Linked DNA regions of Zea mays: regions 1, 2, 4 and 5 are each linked to region 3. Evidence: chromatin contacts called from public Hi-C data. All regions are on one chromosome and are shown on one strand. The core of a region is the stretch at or near the end of the contact, and the rest is flanking DNA. Distances in the headings are between cores, read along the strand shown.

Region 1 (2,700 bases), core at 18-2,517, 300 kb after region 3:
GACCCATTTCTTCTCAAAAGCAAAAGGAGGCGGATGCAAATGCAAAAGAAATGAAACGAAGAGGCCGTGGCAGAAAATGGGCAGCCAAGGAAAAGGAAACCGGTAAAGTCGTAGGGGGAGGGGAGTCGAAATAAAACACATGCCCTCTTTCAAAACCCCCTTCCACTCAGCTCCTCCACTAGCTTCTTCTTGCCAGTGCCACTACGCTTGAGATTCCTCCCCTGCTCCAAAGGCCCATGCCCCTGTTTGTTTCGGCTTTTCGCAGCTTCTGGCCACCAAAAGCTGCTGCGGACTGCCAAACACTCAGCTTTTCAGCCAACTTCTATAAAATTCGTTTGGGTAAAAACCATTCAAAATCAACATAAACATATAATCGGTTGAGTCGTCGCAATAGTAGTAATCCGTCACTTTATAGATCCTGAGCCACATGGACAACTTTATCTTCATTCGCACGTAATCCTAATGATACTCAGATTCTCTACACAGCCAGATTCTCCGCACAGCTAGATTCTTAGAAAAGCTGGTCAGAAAAAAGCTAAACCAAACAGGTCTCATATGCTTTCTCTCACCTCTGTCTAGAGGTTGACCTCAGCAAGTAAAGGGCTCGCGTTCGAAGAGATGGTGGCGATCGATCGACGAGTGCACAAAAGCTAGGGAGAGAGAGAGAGAGAGAGAGAGAGAGAGAGAGAGAGAGAGAGAGAGAGAGAGAGAGAGAGAGAGAGAGAGAGAGAGAGAGAGAGAGAGAGAGAGAGAGAGAGAGAGAGAGAGAGAGAGAGAGAGAGAGAGAGAGAGAGAGAGAGAGAGAGAGAGAGAGAGAGAGAGAGAGAGAGAGAGAGAGAGAGAGAGAGAGAGAGAGAGAGAGAGAGAGAGAGAGAGAGAGAGAGAGAGAGAGAGAGAGAGAGAGAGAGAGAGAGAGAGAGAGAGAGAGAGAGAGAGAGAGAGAGAGAGAGAGAGAGAGAGAGAGAGAGAGAGAGAGAGAGAGAGAGAGAGAGAGAGAGAGAGAGAGAGAGAGAGAGAGAGAGAGAGAGAGAGAGAGAGAGAGAGAGAGAGAGAGAGAGAGAGAGAGAGAGAGAGAGAGAGAGAGAGAGAGAGAGAGAGAGAGAGAGAGAGAGAGGAGGGCAAGCAATAGGTGCCCTGCACGTCCTTGCTTTGTGTGTGAGACAGTGAGAGAGAGAGAGGGAGGGAGGGAGGGATCAGAGGGAGGAGAATATGGATAGGGGAGTCGTCCACAAATCATCGGCGGCTCTAGTGCGCGAGATGGGGGAGGCAGGCCATAGCCATGGATGGTGGAGCATGAATAATTTGCTGAGGCCCCCCTTTGAGCAGCAGCACCACGCTTCTCTTTTCATGCCGTCCACAACCACCAGCAGCAGCACCGCCGCCGCCGCGCCCTCTTCTTCTTCGTCGTCGTCGCCGCCTCTCCAATCCTTCTCCTCTCTGCTGCTCTCGAACCACTACCCGCTGCCTACCACCACCAGCACGTCGCCGTGGCAGCACGACACCAGCATCACAAGTAGCCATGGCCAGCCGGATTCTTGGAGCCAGCTCATACAGTACGTAATTCATTTCACTCTGCATAGTCTATTCCCCCTCTCTCCTTCTCTCAAATCTCTAGTATGTGTGTGTGTGTGACAGGCAACAACATCTCTTTGTTCCTCCTGGCGCAGATAATAAGAAATGTTTTTTTTTAAAAAAAAAACTGCATGTGTGGTGGTGCATGAAATATACAATGATAACATGTTTCAGTTAACAGTAAACTGTGCTACCATTTTAACCTCTGATTACGTTGCTGATTTGTTAATTACTAGCAGCAAGGAAAGCCAGCAGATGGCGTTTCCAACTACGATTTGTTCGGAATCCGGAGGCGGCGGCAGCAGCTACGTCGTCTACGGTGCCGCAGCGGCTAGCCATGGGAGCAGCACAAGTGATGTCGAGATCCAGTTGCCATGGGGAAGCAGCAGCGTACTCCAGCAGCAGCAGAAAGCGTCCTCTCCTAGGTCTTCTTCCAGAACCACAGCGACGACGACCTCTCCCGGAAGCAACATGCTGGAGTTCTCCAACAACAGTAGCAGTTCACCACGTGAGGTAGGGATGCAAAGCTGTTCCCTTTTTAGTCTCAGTTTCTCTGGAGGAGGATGCAAAGCTGATTTATCCATGTGCATATGCATCGTGCCTGCTTTTAGACGACGCTGCGTTAATTGTTAATGTACTCAAGAGTAAAAAAAGCCTTTCTTTAAGCTTACCTAGCTGCTGAGACTGAGAGAGAAACTAGGCAGAGGTGATTTGGTTACTTTAAATCTACATATATATGGAAGTGCTAATTCACATATATAGATGACCATGCTATCTGATAAGAGCAGTAAATAAATAAATTAGACGCGTGGAATCGAAAGTTTAATGACTTTGCTCTATCTTTCTGTGTTTTCACTAGTGCATCAGTACAGTATCTGGATCAGCTTTCAAGAAGGCTAGGACCCAAGAACCCTCCCCGGCTCAATCTACTGTGAAGGTCATCCCTCTCTCTCTCTCTCTCTCTCTCTCTCTCTCTCTCTCTCTCTCTCTCTCTCTCTCTCTCTCTCCCTCCCATGAGCATGCAATGCATGCATGGGCCACCATTCCAGACTCGTCGCTAGCAGCTAGCTAGAGTGCTTTGAAGCATGCAAGCTGAAATGGACAGTCATGGAATCATTGTGGGGTGGC
Region 2 (2,807 bases), core at 146-2,645, 460 kb after region 3:
CAGGCAAGCTCTTCATTTTATTTTATTTTATTTTCATTTCTATTTTCTATTTCCTTTTTAGTTCCCAAATTCAAATTTCAAGTTTGAATTTAAATCTGGTGCTAAAATTCAAACTTAATTTAAATGCACAACAAAACAAACCTTTACATGAGATGCAATAATCTTATTTTATTTGATATTCTTTATCTACTTATTTAATTATTTATTTCCTGACTAAAAATGCCAATAATTATGAAAAATAAGAAATGATTCACAATAAAAATATATTATTTACATAAAGGAACATATCTATTTAGTTCTGATCTTTTAGGGAATATTTCTAATTATAAAATTCAACAAAGGATAAATTAGGAACTTTTTGGTTTAATATTTATTAGAAAACATATTCGCTTTAGGGGATGCAACTTCAAAGGTATGAGGATTTTGTTAAATGATATTTTAAAACCTTATTTTACTAAATTTTAATAATAAGATTTTACATGTTACACGTCGCTAGCCCCTCCACCTCCTCTCACCTTTCTAGGACCAGCGTTAGCACAGATTAATTAAACTAGTTATAAAACTAATTACAAAGATAAAGACTAAACAATAATATAAGTCTAACAAGTCTAATTAGTCCACGATTCAATAATGTAGGGCTACAGTAAATATTTACTAATTATGGATTAATTAGAGTCTTATGGTTTAATCTTTACCTATATAATTAATTTTATAATTAGACTATATTTTGTTTGGGATAGCTCCAGCTTTAGAAATTTGGTGTAGTTGGTTGAGTAAGGTCCTGTTTAGGACAACTCCAGCTCCAGAAAAAAACGGTGGAGTTGGTGAAGAAGGTCATTAGGTGCTCCAGAAAATTGTGGAGCTGGAGCTGTAAGCTTTTAAAAAAAATAGATAAGTTATTTTATTTATTATTTAGATCTATTTTTTTAAAATCCATTTAAATTGATATTATAAACTACAGCTCCACACTGGAGCTAGAACTTGGCGCCATCCTAAACACCCCCTAAGTCATTAGGGCATGTTTAGTATAACTTTAGAGTAGACCTCTAGAAAGGAGCTGGCAAAAGACTGCCAAACACTCGAACTCTAAAGTTATAACTCCATGATGTTTTTATAGTTATAGTACAATTTTTTAAAGTACAACTTTTGCTGCTCCAGAAAACCTAAAAAACAACATAAACGTGGAGTTTAGAATCCAAACACCCCTAATTTTGACGCGCTCATTGGTCCCCAGCCCGCCACGGAGGCTGCAGATATCGGAGCCGGTGCACTCATCCATTGCAAGTACGAGCCACGTGGCGCACGCTTTGTGACACGAGGCCACGAAACCAAACAAAGAAAAACCCGTGGGCCGTGGTCACTCCGTCCGCACGGCGACTGGACTATACTGCTACCATGAACCTCGCCGTCGCAGCCGCACTGCCGTCCGTGACGCCACGTACCGGCGTCGTGCTCCCACGGAGCAGTCGCCGACACTGCCCCCGCGGGGTCGTCCCACGCGCGGCCTCGAGCTCCGTTTCCTCCTTTACCTCCCCCTCAGCAGCGGCGGCGCCCATCTACACGCCCACGCCGCAGGACCGGTCTCTCCGGACGCCGCATAGCGGGTAAGAGCCACGCGTCTCGGGATTTTGAGATTCGGTAGTGTTCATGGAGTCTATGGGGAGTCAGGATGGCGTTTGGTTCGAAGAATGAGTAGTCAATCATTTCTGGCTCCATTTTTTTTTCGTTTGGTTTGTAGAGTAGAATGAGTTGATCCGTTATCAGCTCACTCCTCACCAGCTAATAACTAGTGCTAGAATCATTTCACCATATTTTTATTATAGAACTGAACTCACGATGCACAACCTTATCTAGAATGGTTTGATTCCTGAAACCAAACAACCTAAAGTTGATTGAATTAGTGACACATCGTCACATTTGTTTGGTATTTAGGGCATGAATGCGGTCATTTCAGAGCTCCAACTCACTGTTCACGCCCATTCAACAGGCTCAGATTATTCACAATGCTGCTATTTTGTTACCCTCATTCCTGTTACACGTTGCCACGACCAAGTGCTAAAAGCCTGAGACAAACTACTTAAATATAGCTGGACAATTTTGCAGGTACCACTTTGATGGCACGGCTCGACCTTTCTTTGAAGGATGGTACTTCAAGGTGTCGATTCCAGAGTGCAGGCAGAGTTTCTGCTTTATGTACTCTGTTGAGAACCCTCTCTTCCGTGATGGTATGAGTGATTTGGACAAGTTGTTATATCGCCCACGCTTTACTGGTGTGGGAGCACAAATCCTTGGTGCGGACGATAAGTACATATGCCAGTTCTCTGAGAAATCAAACAATTTTTGGGGAAGTAAGCTTCTTGCCCAGTCTCTCTGTCTTTGTTTACTGTTTTATTTTATACTTTGTTGTATGGAAACTCTGTAGCTAGAATTTATAAACAGGTTGGCATGATAAATTCATAGCATGTATAATGTGGTACTGCACTGCAAGTTCATGCAGATTTAAGATTTGCAATGAACTTCATAAAATCAAGTTAGTGCTACTGTTTCTACCCTATTTGAACCAACTAGTATTGTGTCTTGGTGTTTATACATGAAATTTATATCTCTCAGTCCAGTTCCAGCGAAAATGTAGTGCACTGGTAACCACCACAAATTGTAGGTCTTCATGATACTAGTTTTGGATATCCCATGATGTATTCTTATGAGATAATTAGGGCCACTTTAGACATTTGATTGTTTTGCTCCAGTACATTTCCCCTTTTAGTTTATTATGGGTCAAAGCACATTTTATTGAATGTTTAACTACA
Region 3 (2,768 bases), core at 106-2,605:
TGCAATCCTATCTGTCAGGTGAGGTGTTAGTGCTGTTTCAGTATCTGAACCTGAACTCTTTAGTGTTTTCACTCTACTTTGCTGCACAATAACTCTTGTTCTGAGTGTTTTAAACTTTGAGGTGCTATAAAAAATTGGTAGAGCTATGTTTAGGGAATAACTTTTGTTAAGGAAGATTGGTCTGTTGCCTTGTGAAATTGTGAGATCAAAGGGACTGAACAGGGAAGTGTGCGATGTGGTAGTGATGGCTGATGCAGTTGATTCAGTGTTTGGGTTAGGTTCTGAAGATCTTCCCCTTCCTGCTGGTTTCACTTGTGTTCTTGAGTTGAGAAAAGGTTGGGGTGGGTAACTAAGGTTCTAGAGGCCTCACCCCCCTGCAGAAAATATCAAGTTTTGAACCTATTAGTGCTTATCCACAGTGGAGGTCTTATCTGCTCATTTCCCTGTCTGTGTTACTGAACAAAGTTCAGTGCCTTGCTATGCATGTGATCATGCATGGTGTTGGTGTTTGGAAGCCACGTGTGTGAGCTTATGCAGTGCTGGCGTCCTTGGAGTCTTTTCCACCGTGGACTGGATGAGCTCAGTGACGCCTGCCCCTGCCTTCTTATCATGTTTGCTTCGAGACTTGGTTCAGTAGAACCTTTTCCTTGTCCTTGAGTTCTAGCCAAAGTTCATCGTGTGAGTGTTGTAGTTCTTGTGTTCATGTCGGTGTTAAACCCCCCCCAGTCACACTGGTTGATCTGCTCCCATTCTTCGCGTGGCGTTTTCTCTGTGTCTGGTGATCACGCGTTGACGTTTCATCCTCACCGTGGTCAGGCTAGTGTGATGTTGTTTCACGTTTTTAGTGTTCTAGCATCTATTATCGATGGTGAAGCTTACCGAGCTGGCCGTTCTAACTCTACTGCTGTGAGTTCTCTAGAACGTGGTTGCGACGTCGCAGAGCGGTGCCGTGAACCGTGGTCTAGGTAGGTCACTGGTACTCCTCGCGTCCTTAGTTCGAGTTCTACCGTGTTGCTACCCTGGGAACGGGCTTGCCGAGCCGAGAGCTCCATCGTTATCGTGGCCAGAGAAGGATTGTGCTTGGTGATCGTGTTGAAACCTTGTGACCAATTCACGCCAGCCAAGGACACGTTTTAGTGGTGGTTTGGGAGTGCCTGAAGTCTGCGCCGCCGCGTTCTTGGTTCTCTGTTCGCCAGAGTTGCCGACGGGAATCGGGGACGAGTCGTTGTAAAAGAAAAAGAGTAAGAACTGAGGGTATTAGATGCTCTTCTTAGAGAAACAAGCCAACAGTGGCTAGGGATTTTATTCATTTGTTCTTGGCGGCAAGGTCCTTTGCGAAAAGTGCGCAAGCTGGGCATGGGCCACGGGCTAGCTTTGTCTGGTGCACGGACCGTGCCAGCGGTTTTTGGCCCAGTCACTGTTGACTATTTTGCCTTTCTCTTTTAGTTGACAGCTTGTAAATTCTGTCTAAAATCGTAGAAAAATAGAAAATTCGCGAAAAATATTTTTTATAAGTTCATGGTAAAAATAATTTTAGAATTTTTGTAGCAATAAGTAAATTCTGAATTATTTAAAAGTGCCACTTTTAAGCATATTTGAAAGTTAACAATAAATTTTGAGCTCCAAAAATTATGGAAATTCCTGGATAAACTTAATATGTTCCTTTTAACCTCTAGTTAAAATCTGAGCCTTTTTGGAGGTCTTTTTTCTCAGAGAACCTAGTGTTTTCTAAAATAGAAAAGTTTATTCCTTAATTTAAGTATAGATTAGTCTTTTGTAGAAGAGGCTAGTTTATCAAGTGTATCTGGTCTTTGGGTGTAGTTTAAGTGTGCTCTAGTCCATTGCTATTTCTAGCTTGTAGGTGTAGTTTAGTAGTGCTTTTGGTTATCTTCTTTGCAAGTTGCATTTTCATGATATAGCACAAGCATTCATGATCATAACATGTCATGTAGAGCACCAAGAAGAAGTGGTTTTTGAAGAGAAGTTGGCTCCAGTGCTTGTTTGTCCAGTGGCTGGGTTCTTTCTAACTGGTTATCGTGGTAGAAAATCTTGAATCTCCTCCTGTGAAAGGCAAGCCCCGGTGCATTCGTCACTTGTATTTACAAAAAATTATCACCTTATATGATGCATTAGGTGATATGATGATTGATTAAACACTTGATGCATTACCATCCTTGAAAGATTGATTACCATACCTTGTCACCTGTTTTATAAAAGCTAGTCATGATTAGCCCTACTTATCTAGTAGGACTTGAAAATGATTTTGATCTCTAGATAATGTTTTTTGTAAAAAAAGGGCTTGGAATGATGAAGGCATCTAAGGCCTTGATGAATTAATCATCCAAGCATGGTACCTCTATCTGGTACCTAGTTTTTAAAATAAAGAATGTTTAAAACTTGAGACCGGGCGGTGGACTTGCACCGGAATGGAGTCTAGGTGTAGTGTCTCCATCTGAGTGGATTAAGGACCGTTCCATTGATTGGCATGTTGTGTTTGAGACTTTGCAACTAGCCACATGTTCATGTAAGCCTGAAACAAACTATTTCATACGTGAAAAGACAATCACGCACTGGGCGTGGGAGATGGTGGGAGTAGCAGGTACCCTCCTGCAAAGGGCTGGTTGGTAGGGTAATGTGCACCTAGGTAGTGCGGACATGTTCATGTAGTGGAGGATTTGTGGGAATGCTTGACACATGCAAGGGTTAGGTGCTACATATGTCGTGTAGTTATGGATGCCTAGCTAGGTGTAATTGGTTCGAATCGTCAT
Region 4 (2,700 bases), core at 41-2,540, 350 kb before region 3:
AGTCGTAGATCCTGTAGCTGCCCTGCACCCAGCGCATCTCCCCCACCTGCGCGTCGCTCAGGCTGCAGTGGCTGGCGGCGAACGCCGCGGCGCAGCTGGAGACGCAGGCGCCCCCGCCGTAGCACTCGCAGACGCCGAGGTCGATGCCGTGGTAGTTGGCGACGAAGGGCGCCTTGGACCAGTCGGCCTTGACGCGGCCGCCCTGCGTGGCCCAGTCCTCCGCCGCCCAGATGCTGGAGTAGGCGTACATGGGCTGGCTCGTCGGGAACGCCACGCCGTGGCTCGCCGCGTAGTTGCGGAACACGCGGATGGGGACGCCGTCGACGTACCACCTTACATCATTAATTATATATATATACATGCATGCGATGTTAATTATATATTGCTATGCGATGTTAATTATGTATTGCTGATGAATAATCATGCTTGCATCTGCAAAAAAAAAAATAATAAATATATGCCACCATGCATGCTTATTATTGCTTACGCGATCATGCAGGGTGTCCAGGAGATGGTGTAGTTGTGGTAGTCGGCGGTGGGGTCGAACCATGGCTTGAACTGCATCTCCTTGTTGCCCACGCCGGCAGCGTACACGTTGGTGTGGATGGTGTAGGGCTGCCCGCTCACGTTGCCCAGGAACTCGAAGTCGATCTCGTCGTGGTTGTCGCCCAGCGACGACGTCTGCGCGCACATATGCAAATGAATTAAGCGGCGAGCGGATGATAGATGCCATAGCTCGTTCTCGTGCATGCACGCGCGCACAGCACTCACATAGTAGGTGGTGACGGTGCCGGCGGAGTCGCCGGGGACAAGCTGGATCATGGTGGACACGGTCCCGTACACGAACTGCCGCTTCGACCGGATCATGGAACCTGCATATATACATGCAGCATATAGTCTGTCATGGAGACATTACTATATATTCTAGCTAGCTACAGCTATATACTATACGAAGCATTCATCTTGTAAGACCACACACTAGCTATGTACCCTGACCGTACCTGAGGAACTGCTGACGAGCGCGAGGGAGAGCCTGTTGCCATCGTCGTAGGCCCAGCAGTTCTGGGGCTCCCAAGTCGCGTCGCACTCCTCGTAGAAGCTGCCGCCGGCCACGATGCCGACAAGCACCGATGATGCGAAAACAAGGGCAAGCAGGAAGGACGACGACACCTGCAGCCTTGCAGGGTTTCGCTGCCCTCCCGTGATCATCATTCGTATTTCTATTTTCCTACTCTATAACGTACGGTATATATGATGTCGTCTTTTCTTGTTCGTCTCTCCTATCTCTGATGAAGAGATATGAAGGAGATTATTGGTATATATATAGTGGCTCGAGCGAGGCCCTTGCTTCCGACCAGACAGAAATATATACTCGATGCATGCAATGCATACGCTTCATCACCTGACGTGATGAGTATTTTATACTAATTACTTTTTTGGTGATCATTATATTAATGGGCTTGACCTGTTTAATGTGTACGTGGCGCAGGACGTGTGGAATGATAGATGAGGAGCGCGCGGTGGGGAAGGGCAAAAGCTGCGAGCACCGTGCGGGCACGTAGTTGCAGCAGGAACCGACACACGAGTCCACTTTGGCAACGACGTGCCTGACATCCTGGGCATACTTGCGCCGAACGTCTTATGGCATCCATCATGCGTGCCCTTCCACCACCATCATCGCCCTCCAACATCTGGCACCCGGCAAGAATCATTCCGCGCACCACACGCAAATTTATCAGAACTGTCATATATCCCGTCACATGAAAAGAGAAAAACATCTGACGACCATTTCCGACAGCTTCAGTGCCAGCTATCGGACATGTATATATTACGTCCGATAGCTTCCTGAGGTCGTCGAAAACAACCTAAGCGTATCCACCGGTCGTCGGACATAAGTCTTACGTCCGACGGCCGTCAGATAAGTCATCGAACATAAACTATTTTAAGAAACACAGCGTCCAACCGTGCCGTTTCACTTTCCCCACACGCGTGCCCATCACAGTTTCTCTCTGCATGACCCCGACACCGCCAGTGGTCGCCCTAGCCCAACCCGCGTCAGGTTACAACGACGGAATCGATGTTAGGTATCCTTGTAGCTAGCAAGTGTCGAAACATTTATTTCCTTGATAGGATGACTATGTTGATAGATCTTTGTAAGAATGGCTATATTCCTTGCTATGAGGTGTGGGTGCATCACGGTGATGACCCACCTACTCGTATTGTATTAGAAGTGCAGTCAAATGAAGAGGGGGACTATGATAAGATGTAAGAGATGCTTGACGATGTACGACATGAGCTTCTACCTATCGGTTATGAGAATTCCCCTCAATCCCGGGATTCTGATCCTCCGACGCTTGAGATTCTGAAGTTCTTCGAGCTCCTTAAAGCTTCCGAAGAGCTGTTGCACGAGCACACGAAAGTGACCGTCCTTGTCTTCATGACTCAACTTATGGCTATTAAGTTAAACTTTGCATTTTCAAACAACTTCTACAAGGATCTTGTGAACTTGATTAATGATGTACTTCTGGAGAATCATAAGATGCCAAAGGACATGTACTAGTCCAAGAAGTTGCTCTCGAGTCTCGGTATGCACTACGAAAAAATTGATGTCTATGACAATAACTATATGCTTTTCTAGAAAGAGACCGTGAATGAGAAAAAGTGTACATTATGTGGTAAACCTAGATTAATAGAGGTTGT
Region 5 (2,700 bases), core at 160-2,659, 470 kb before region 3:
CTCATACCGGTATTATTCGCTAAGGAGAGGACCCACGAAGAAATTCACACTTAAAAGGTGTATAGATTTAGATAACTCATTTTATTTATTATTTAGATTAAAAATATTTTCTAAACTATTTAATTTTCATGGGACTGCTCCAGATCTCTAAAATTTGGTAGAGTTAGAAGAGTAGGTTATTATGTGCTCCAAAAATCATATAGCTGGAGTTGTGAACTTTTAGAAGATTGTTTTTTGTTTATTGTTTATATTTAAAATATTTTTAAACTATTTAAATTTATATTATAAACTACAGCTTCACACTTGAGCTTGAACCTAGAGCAGTCTCAAGCACTTTTATAAACTACAACTCTACGCTTAAGCTGGATTAGAGTAGTCCTAAAATACTCCCTATATCACAGCTCGATAGCCTGACTCAATTTGTTAATGGCTTGATTTGACTTGACTTATTCATATTTTTGAAGATAGTTAGCAAACGAGTCATCTCGTGAGTAGGCTCAAAGACTAATAATTGAAACTTATCGGCTTCAAACTTAAGGACCCTTTTGGAAAACAGGATTTTTTTTTGTTTCATGTGTTTTTCCTATAAAATGAACTAGTTTATGTAAAATTCATGTATGATCCCTCTAAAATTCCTGCATTTCAAAGGAACCCTAAGCTAGCTTTGTATTACACGATGTCCTGCAGTTTACAGTCTAACAATAGTTAGATTTAGATCTTTAAAACTTAGATTATTATGTCCCTACAAATTTGTTTTTAATAAATATATAGATAATCAGTAATGGACTATGAATATATACGTGTAGTATGAAATATGGACTATAGATATATACTGTTTTATTATCGTACGTACATATACATATGCACGCTATTCATCACCTAGGGGTGAAGATTCACCCAGCGATAATTACTAAGAGATCTTCAATTATTACACGCTAGTTGAAGCTTCATCTAGAGTGACAAATAGTGCTGCCATATACATAAACACAAATGTATACACATATGCTATATAACACCTAGTGTGAAGCTTCACCCAAACTCAATTGGCCCAACCGAGGAGCCAGCCATGCGCCATGATTTTTCGGATCCACACACCATTTTTATCGGTTCCATTGGTGATCCCAGAAAAAAATTAAACATAATACTCGGACCCACATAACCTATTTCGCACATTGGTTTGACCTAACGTGACCATAGCTGCGTGCAGCTGTGGGGCTGGTACACACCCTGTGGTGTCAACACAACCTATTCGGACCGGCGGGTGCAGGGCTGCATCTGCATGCGGTCATTCCTGTGAGATCCAGCTTTACAGCTCTGCGCGGGTCCCATTGTCCCATATCTTGACAGGTGTCTTGACTAGTTCAACAACTCTTCTTCCAACGGCCTGTGGCGGCGACAGTTGTCCAAACCAAATACATTGAGGATAGCACGAGAAAGGGGCGCCAAGCAAACCGGGTCGGCCAGCAGACACCGCCATGAGGACTCTACTACCTGTGGCCGCCGGTCGCGGGACCGTCGCCTGCGCGGCCACGCCCGTCCCCCGGAGGTCGCTGCTCCTCTCCACCGCTGCCGCAGGTGAGCACCACTCGTCCCTCGACTGTGGCAGTAGCAGTAGCACCGCAGCTATAGCTGATGACCTGCTGTGTGTTTTTTTTTAATTCATTGCAAGCAGGTGCGGCGCTGCAGCCGGAGCAGGTGGCTGGGACGAGGCCGTTGAGGCTGACCAGGAGCGTGGCGAGCGCCGTGGCAAAGCCCAGGACCTCGGCCGACGAGGCCATCTCGTGGGCGAAGAAGGACAACCGCCGGCTCCTCCACGTCGTCTACCGGGTCGGCGACCTCGACAAGACGATCAAGTACTCGCCTCTGAATTCTGAACTGGAACAGCTCGTCGGCCCGGCCCTGCTGGTCTGATGACCCAATAACGCAGTGCAGGTTCTACACCGAGTGCCTGGGGATGAAGCTGCTCAGGAAGAGAGACATACCAGAGGAGAAGTACAGCAACGCGTTCCTCGGGTACGGGCCCGAGGAATCGCATTTCGTCGTCGAGCTCACTTACAGTCAGTGCGCTCAGTCACTCGGCATCCCTCACCCCCCCCCCCCCCCCCCTCTGACCCCTGTACTGTGCAGTCTGCGGTTTCCAGGTTCCTGATCTTGCTGAATCCATTCACAGATTACGGGGTTGACAAATATGACATAGGCGAAGGGTTCGGCCATTTCGGCATCGCAGTCGAGGACGTAAGATGGCGAACCTAAGACTGCTCCATCGATGAGTTAGAATAGAGAACGTACCATGCTTGGGATCATCTGGATGATTCGTGAAACAGGTGGCCAAGACGGTAGAGCTCATAAGAGCAAAGGCTGGAAAGGTCATCAGGGAAGCCGGTCCTGTCAAGGGCGGCGAGACCGTCATCGCCTTCGTGGAGGACCCCGACGGCTACAAGTTTGAGATCATCGAGAGGCCTGGAACTCCGGAACCCTTGTGCCAGGTGATGCTCCGCGTCGGCGACCTTGACCGTGCCATAAGCTTCTATGAGAAGGTAAGTAGGTGTAGGCTTTGTTGTCATATATAAGCTCCATATCCTTTGTTGTCCAAAAAAAAAAAAAATCATCGCTACATATATATACACACTACTCTTGATCTCTCCCAAATAATAAAGCGCAGGCCTGCGGCATGGAACTGCTCCGGAAGCGAGATAGCCC

The links. Hi-C and Micro-C count contacts between places; a contact is called where the count stands out from the background.
Region 1: a Hi-C map of an unstated tissue shows a contact between it and region 3, with 3 times the contacts expected there. The contact joins the promoter of LOC100216872 here to the enhancer-like site in region 3. A contact is called at or near these places in 6 of 25 Hi-C or Micro-C datasets (ear, leaf, tassel and 1 more).
Region 2: a contact with region 3 is called in a Hi-C map of leaf, with 8 times the contacts expected there. The contact joins the promoter of LOC541877 here to the enhancer-like site in region 3. A contact is called at or near these places in 3 of 25 Hi-C or Micro-C datasets (ear and leaf).
Region 4: a contact with region 3 is called in a Hi-C map of leaf, with 4 times the contacts expected there. The contact joins the promoter of LOC100284708 here to the enhancer-like site in region 3. A contact is called at or near these places in 2 of 25 Hi-C or Micro-C datasets (ear and leaf).
Region 5: a Hi-C map of leaf shows a contact between it and region 3, with 7 times the contacts expected there. The contact joins the promoter of LOC100281139 here to the enhancer-like site in region 3. A contact is called at or near these places in 4 of 25 Hi-C or Micro-C datasets (ear, leaf, leaf mesophyll and 1 more).

The regions. Positions count from the first base shown.
Region 1 is chr5:136,070,768-136,073,467 of Zm-B73-REFERENCE-NAM-5.0, forward strand. It overlaps LOC100216872, which reads left to right and starts at 1,268. Exons shown (of 9, transcript NM_001143261.1): 1 at 1,268-1,553; 2 at 1,812-2,085; 3 at 2,432-2,509. The coding sequence starts at 1,294.
Region 2 is chr5:136,229,050-136,231,856 of Zm-B73-REFERENCE-NAM-5.0, forward strand. It overlaps LOC541877 (sucrose export defective 1), which reads left to right and starts at 1,396. Exons shown (of 10, transcript NM_001111545.1): 1 at 1,396-1,604; 2 at 2,104-2,348. The coding sequence starts at 1,396.
Region 3 is chr5:135,769,971-135,772,738 of Zm-B73-REFERENCE-NAM-5.0, forward strand. No RefSeq gene overlaps it. Among protein-coding and RNA genes, the nearest start is that of LOC103626915, 110 kb to the right of the region's middle. Within about 2 kb of position 1,356, at least 4 of the 20 cell types and tissues checked have an H3K27ac peak or open chromatin away from gene starts, as enhancers often do. A contact at or near this core is called in leaf, where this site is marked.
Region 4 is chr5:135,423,338-135,426,037 of Zm-B73-REFERENCE-NAM-5.0, forward strand. LOC100284708 reads right to left here and starts at 1,291. Exons shown (of 4, transcript NM_001157603.2): 1 at 1,002-1,291; 2 at 772-872; 3 at 488-681; 4 at 1-332. The coding sequence starts at 1,212.
Region 5 is chr5:135,301,084-135,303,783 of Zm-B73-REFERENCE-NAM-5.0, forward strand. LOC100281139 (lactoylglutathione lyase) reads left to right here and starts at 1,410. Exons shown (of 9, transcript NM_001367511.1): 1 at 1,410-1,575; 2 at 1,673-1,853; 3 at 1,933-2,057; 4 at 2,171-2,235; 5 at 2,325-2,537; 6 at 2,663-2,700. The coding sequence starts at 1,476.